Linked DNA regions of Rattus norvegicus: region 2 is linked to region 1. Evidence: chromatin contacts called from public HiChIP or PLAC-seq data. All regions are on one chromosome and are shown on one strand. The core of a region is the stretch at or near the end of the contact, and the rest is flanking DNA. Distances in the headings are between cores, read along the strand shown. Region 1 has its middle 380 kb from the start of Has2. Region 2 holds the start of Has2 (hyaluronan synthase 2).

Region 1 (3,054 bases), core at 78-2,577:
TACAGATTGGGTATCCATAACCAACAGAAAACCTTAGAGTGCTTAGCTGACAAAATTCAATTGAGACTAAATTATCAGACACAGATCTCAAGCTTAAATCAACCAGGGATGAACCTCTTTATTGGTTGTCCAATACAGTGACGACAACCTTAAAACCATATGCACACAAACAATAAAATGGGCGTAGTGGGTTGTATTTAAACGTATTTGTACATACAGGCTTATATAATGATAATAATTAAAATGTCCCCATCTTCCATTCTTCTCTAAATTCCAGGAAACTCATTATATTAGGTGCTTGGCCGTTCAGAATACACTCCCTGTCTTCTGGATAGCAAACTAGCAAATCCATCTACATTGATTGCCATCCCCATCTTATTCACAGCAGCACTTGGGAGTGTCTGTTATAAAGTCATGAACCCATTCAGGAAAGTTCTCCTGCAACCTACCCACATCCAAAGAAGCCTACGTTCAAACAACATTACATGGAGCCAGGCTTCCCTTCTAATATATAAATTTAAGAATTAAGGAGGCATGGGAAATACAATTTCACGACCTGTAGCAACCATAGTATCTTCCTGAAATAGACACCTAGAAGAGATGTATCTGACATCTCAGTTTTCATTGCCAGGCCAAATGGATGTCTCTTCAGCAATCAGCATATCTGCTGTGTTTTGAACTGGCAGAGCCTGTAGATAGAACTGGCTTCCCGAGTATGCACACTCTGCAATTTTACAGGACTTCCCCCTCGGAAAGACCTCAGGCTTGTGATTTAATGCTCTTCACTCACTGGTTTGAAATTACAAAAATAGTGAATCTTTAAATCTATATTATTACATCTTCATTTGCTTGTTTTTGAAATGTAGTCTTGCTGTATCATCCTGGCTGGGCCTGAACTTGACATATAGATCCTGTGAATATCAAGATAGCCTCAAATTTACAGCAGTCTTCTTTGTTCTACCGACCTAGTGTTGGATCATAGACATAAATTACTATACACAGCTAAAATTTGTACTTTTAGGTGAAAAAACAGTGTGACATGCACGAGCGTTTAGACCCCCAGCTCACATCTCCATCTGCCCCCAGACACACACACGCACGCACGCACGCACGCACGCACGCACGCACGCACGCACACTGGAGTAAATTCCTGGCTTCTGCTCTTTTTGAGTTCGGTTGCTCTGTCTGTAGCCAAACTTTGTCTTATCACCCCACCCAGACAACACTGATGACGACTCTTGCTCTTTTGCACCCAAGCACTGCCTGTCCTCTGCTTTCCAGGCCAATGATCTCTCCACACCCAGGGAGGGTTTGCACACAGACATACGCTTCGGGGAGGATCCAGGTCTGGCAGTTATGAACCCTGTGGTGAAGCACAGCAGTGGTGGCCTCTGTGTTGGCTGGCAGCACTTGTGGGGTCTGGAAAGCAAACCTCCTGCTTAGTTCCAACCCAAGCTTTGCAATTCTTTGAAGGTTGTAGCATAGGGCATGGGAGGGATCGACCTACTTCCTGTCCCTATAGCAAACACAATGTGCATGTCTGAAAAACACAGCAACAGCAGAGCCAGTCAACCAGTCAGGGCTGAGGCTAACAGTTCCTGAGAGTCTGTGTTCGTCCAGCCAGCATCCCCTGCCCCAGGGAGTGTACTATTAAATAACAAATAAAAAGCACCATGACAGGTCCAGAGTGAGAGCGTGGAAGAAAGGGAAAAGTTTCATGTTTTATTACACGGAGTGGCATTTTTCCAGCTTTTTGAATAAGGGACCCCACATTTTCATTTTGCACTGAGGCCAGAAAATTATGTGGCTAGGCCTGCCTATAAATCACACACTAAATCATATTTTACTCATTATGCTGGCTGTTGGGAAAACCAGAACAAAACTTACAACCCACCTTGAGCAAAATATCAAAGACGCCACGGAACATGGCTTGAGGAATGAAATAACCTAACACCTGTCCTTTGAATTTACTTCTCTGGGTTTTAGTTCTCTTCATTATTTCTTCGTGAATCTTGGTAGAGAAGTCTTACTTTGTATTTCTTTGTGGAAAACTTAAGCCTTTTGTATAATTATGACCAGGATATTTAAAAATAAAGATAAATGTGATAATTATGCACCCATACCATTTAAAATTTGTCCTCTATTAAAATATTTTTATGTGTTTGATCATATTGTTTTCACTACCCCAATTGCTCCCGGATGCCCTCCCTCTGCACACATCACTATCTTCTGTTTACCCACCAACCTTCAACCACTTCGCTTGAATTTCCTTACTTTTCTGGAATGACCGTGGTCCACTGGGAGCTCACCATCGATGTTGACAGCACCTACTTCTTCAGTATATCCATGGATGTGAAACTTAATTGACTTGTGATTTCTAACCTCACAGGACAACATCTTCCACAATGACAGCACAAATGGAATCTGCTCCATCATTCACTGCTTCTCCTGAATGTGTTGAAGATAGTGTGTTAGAGTGGTCACTGTGTGAATACGCTCTCTTAGAATTGTATGTAAACCCACTTTCTATAAATGAAAATGATGCTGGGTTTCTAGGTCACAGCACTATGCTCTATGAAGACATTCATTGATTACTATGGCTAGTGACTTTCTAGACCTGTAAACCTCTGATTTAGCATCAATGTTTGGACTTCTCAACTCACCACCTGATACATGCATACATACATGCACATATCACACACACACACACACACACACACACATGAGGCATGCAAGCACACACATATGCGTGCATATAGCAGAAAAAGAAAGGGACAAGTTTGCCTGAAGCTCGTCCAAAAGCCTATTTGTTGATTCCCCAGGAGAATTCGCCAGATTCAGCACATGCCTGCTTACTGCTCTCACCCTCAGTCCAGGGGCTCCCTCTGGTGGTCACCACATACAAAGAAGCTCAACAAAATCACATCCTGTGGAAGAAACTTAATATATCAAGGAAACTATGAGGCAGGTAGGGAGACTGAAGCATAGCAAGATAAGAAGTACATGGCAGCTTGGCTGTTCTACAGGCTGGAGAGGAACATGAAGACAGGGGTA
Region 2 (3,002 bases), core at 321-2,820, 380 kb before region 1:
AGAGTGGCGTGAAGTCAGTCACCAAAGTGATGCCTCTCAGAGGTGAAGTGGCTGAGTGTTTGGGTATGTTGGGGGAGGGGAGGGGGGGGTACTGGCTTTGCGGATCCGGCTCTGGGGTGGGGGTGGGGGGATGGGTCGGCTGACACTAGTAGTTGCAGTCAAACTCTGCAACCCTATTCCCGTCCCTCAACTCCACACCTGCCCGATGTGTTGCAAGCTTCACTCGAGGTTTATTCTACTTTTCTGTTTTTGTCTGACTTTTAACTATATTCCAAATTTATACTCGGACCTTATCCTGAACACATAACCCAGACATCAAGATGCGGCAGAACTCAAACGAAGTCCACATCAAGAGCACGTAGAGAAATAAAAGAAAGGAGAGGAGGGGGGTGGGGAAGAACAGAAAAGGAAGTAAAAGGCAAGTTAAGATTTTTACCAGATTTCAATTTTAGCCTTACTGCGTAAATCCGCTTTCATTTTTTCCTAAACAGCGCCACCTAGCGTCCATAGTGCTTCATGGACTTTTTTCCTTTTTACCTTTTGCTTTGGGTGGGGGCAGGGGCGGGGACTGCAAGGATCAAAGAAAAAGGGCGCGGATGCCCTTAGGTTGAGAAAAATAACCGAGAAAACAAACTGTCCAGTCATGGCGTCATTGAAATTTTTAAAAAGTATTTTGAAAACATTAACTAAAAGACTTTCAAGAAGCAAAAGTAATTTCAGATGTCTTAAGAGGCGACTGCTTCCGTACACATTTTCTCAGGTTTATCGTTATCATCATTAGTTTAAACCTCCTTTCGAAAATCTTTTGCATGTTTTCAGGTCTGGGAATCATAAGAAAAAAATAAATGTTAAAATTCTTCCTCATTTCAGGACTCAGCCCACCCACAGCGAAAACTGCAAGGGAGAGACGTTGACATTTGCCATTTGCTTAGAAAGTTTGGAGTTGGCAGGAAGAAAGGGTTAACAAATGGCAGACTAGTCGCTCTTTTTTAAGCGTCTTAGGCGGTTTGGGGTTGCTCCAGGTAGCGCGGGCGGAAACACACACACACACACACACACACACACACACACACACACACACACACACACAGCCGGTATCCCGCTCGGGGCAGTGATTTAGCCTAAGAAAACCGTTTGGCCTTAAAACAAATCACTTATTTGTAACGGGGAGTTTATCAAGCAGAGGGAATCCTTGTCACACAGACAGACCTCAGCAATATTTACAGAGCAGGGCTTCCCACTTCTTGGCCACTGCCTGTGGAGAGGTATCAGGCGATGGTCAGCATCTGTGCGCTGCGTTTCTCTGCACACGTTAACAATCAAGTTAATTGAATTCATTGGAGTTTAGAAGCGGCCTCTAGCTCTGAGAGGGCTTTGAATGGCCAATTTCTCTCTCTCCCCCCACTCCTCCCCGCCTCCCATCCCGCCCAGTCCCTCCCCTCCGGGTTCCCCAGTCTACACCTCCCTCCTCCCCTCCCCTCACCCCCACTCCCTCCTCCGTCCTTTTAAAACACCCACCGGCTCACTAGTTAAGACCCCCTTAAGTTGGAGGAGGCAGAAAGGCAACAACAGCGAAGAAGGAGAAGTCAAGGCGTCTGGAAAGAATTACCCAGTCCTGGCTCTGAGCAGCCCATTGAACCGGGGACTTGAACCAGCCAAAGACCTCCATTCCGCTCTTGCTAGGCTCTGCTGAGTCTTCACCGGACTTTTAGGTTGATGTGGAAAAAGGAGACTTTGCCTTGTCGGAGGGAAGGGGATTGGAGCAAATAGCAAAACAGGGGAAAATTTAATTTATTTTTAAAGCACATTTAACAAAAAAATTTAGAAGACTTAAATGCAACGGAAATAATAAAAGAGCATATTAATGCATTTTCTTCTCAAAGAGGGGAGAACCAAACATTTAAGGCTCCCCCCATTTTTTTTTTAAATGTTGTTTTTAAATTTCTTATTTTTTTTGGCCGGTCGTCTCAAATTCATCTGATTTCTTATTACCTCAATTTTGGAAACTTCCTTCCACGACCCTCCGGGACCACACAGACAGGCGGAGGACGAGTCTATGAGCAGGAGCTGAACAAGGTACGTTATACAGGCGCTTTGGGGTGAACTTTGAATGCCTTAGCTAGATCGGGGGTAGAGAAGAAATTATCAACAGAACTTAAAAAATAATACCTAATTTCTATAGAAACATTTGAGGTCTGAAGTCAACCCCCCCCCCCGCCCCCCAACAGACTGCACATTAGGGAATACTGCCAATCACTATCAAGTCTTGTAGCATACCCTGGGTTTTTATCTTCGGTGGAATCCGCTGCCTCTCTGGGCGCACAGGTAACTGGCGTGGCCAAGGAAAGCTGATGGTCCCGAGGTGTACTTTTCCACTGGGCATCTTCCCGAGCGTCAAAGGGACTCCGGAGTTAGAAAACAATGATTTCCACTGTGTAAGGAAAGTTCATCCCACAACTGTCCTTACCTTCCTAACCCCCCCTAACCCCCCTACCCCCAAACCCCCCAGTATGTGGGCAGGAACACCCTGACACAGTTCTGTGCAGGGGGTGGGGTGGGGTCACAAATAAAAAAAAAAAGCTCAATTTGGACTTGTACTGAAAGGGTTAAACGATCCTGGCTTCCAGCTACATTAAGCTGGAAGAGACCGTAAGGAAGGAAAAGTCCTGAGCCACCTCTTCGCGCTACCATCCTGGTTCAGCCACTCCCCCCTTTTCCAAGGCCTCCAACTCGTTTGCAGTTTCCAAACTCCATTTAAGTGTCAGGCAGTGAGCATCCGGGCACAGCCATCCTGCGAAAGCCTTTCTGGGGCAAGGGGTCCCTCACGCAGGCTGTGGCATTCGCCACTCGGGGAGAGAGGAGAGCGCGCATCCCTCCTTGTGCCGGACGCCCAGCTAAGCAGCCCGTAGCCAGGGCGTGCGCGGGGACAGCGCTGCGCTCCCGCAGCTGCAACCAGTCTTGAGCCAAATCCGACGTGGCACGGAGCACGCTGGCGCTTCTTT

The links. HiChIP or PLAC-seq counts read pairs in DNA pulled down with a chosen protein or histone mark.
Region 2: an H3K27ac HiChIP or PLAC-seq map of oligodendrocytes shows a contact between it and region 1, with 11 times the contacts expected there. The contact joins the promoter of Has2 here to the enhancer-like site in region 1. A contact is called at or near these places in 7 of 12 Hi-C or Micro-C datasets (the A7r5 cell line, the Rat2 cell line, Schwann cells and 4 more) and 1 of 1 datasets of contacts at active chromatin or transcription factors (oligodendrocytes).

The regions. Positions count from the first base shown.
Region 1 is chr7:89,645,949-89,649,002 of GRCr8, reverse strand. No RefSeq gene overlaps it. Among named protein-coding and RNA genes, the nearest start is that of Has2, 380 kb to the left of the region's middle. Within about 2 kb of position 1,327, at least 4 of the 93 cell types and tissues checked have an H3K27ac peak or open chromatin away from gene starts, as enhancers often do.
Region 2 is chr7:90,027,501-90,030,502 of GRCr8, reverse strand. Has2 (hyaluronan synthase 2) reads left to right here and starts at 1,570. Exons shown (of 4, transcript NM_013153.2): 1 at 1,570-2,076. LOC108351495 (a long non-coding RNA gene) reads right to left here. Exons shown (of 5, transcript XR_005487119.2): 1 at 2,278-3,002; 2 at 1,993-2,119; 3 at 1,610-1,738; 4 at 1,210-1,303; 5 at 645-821.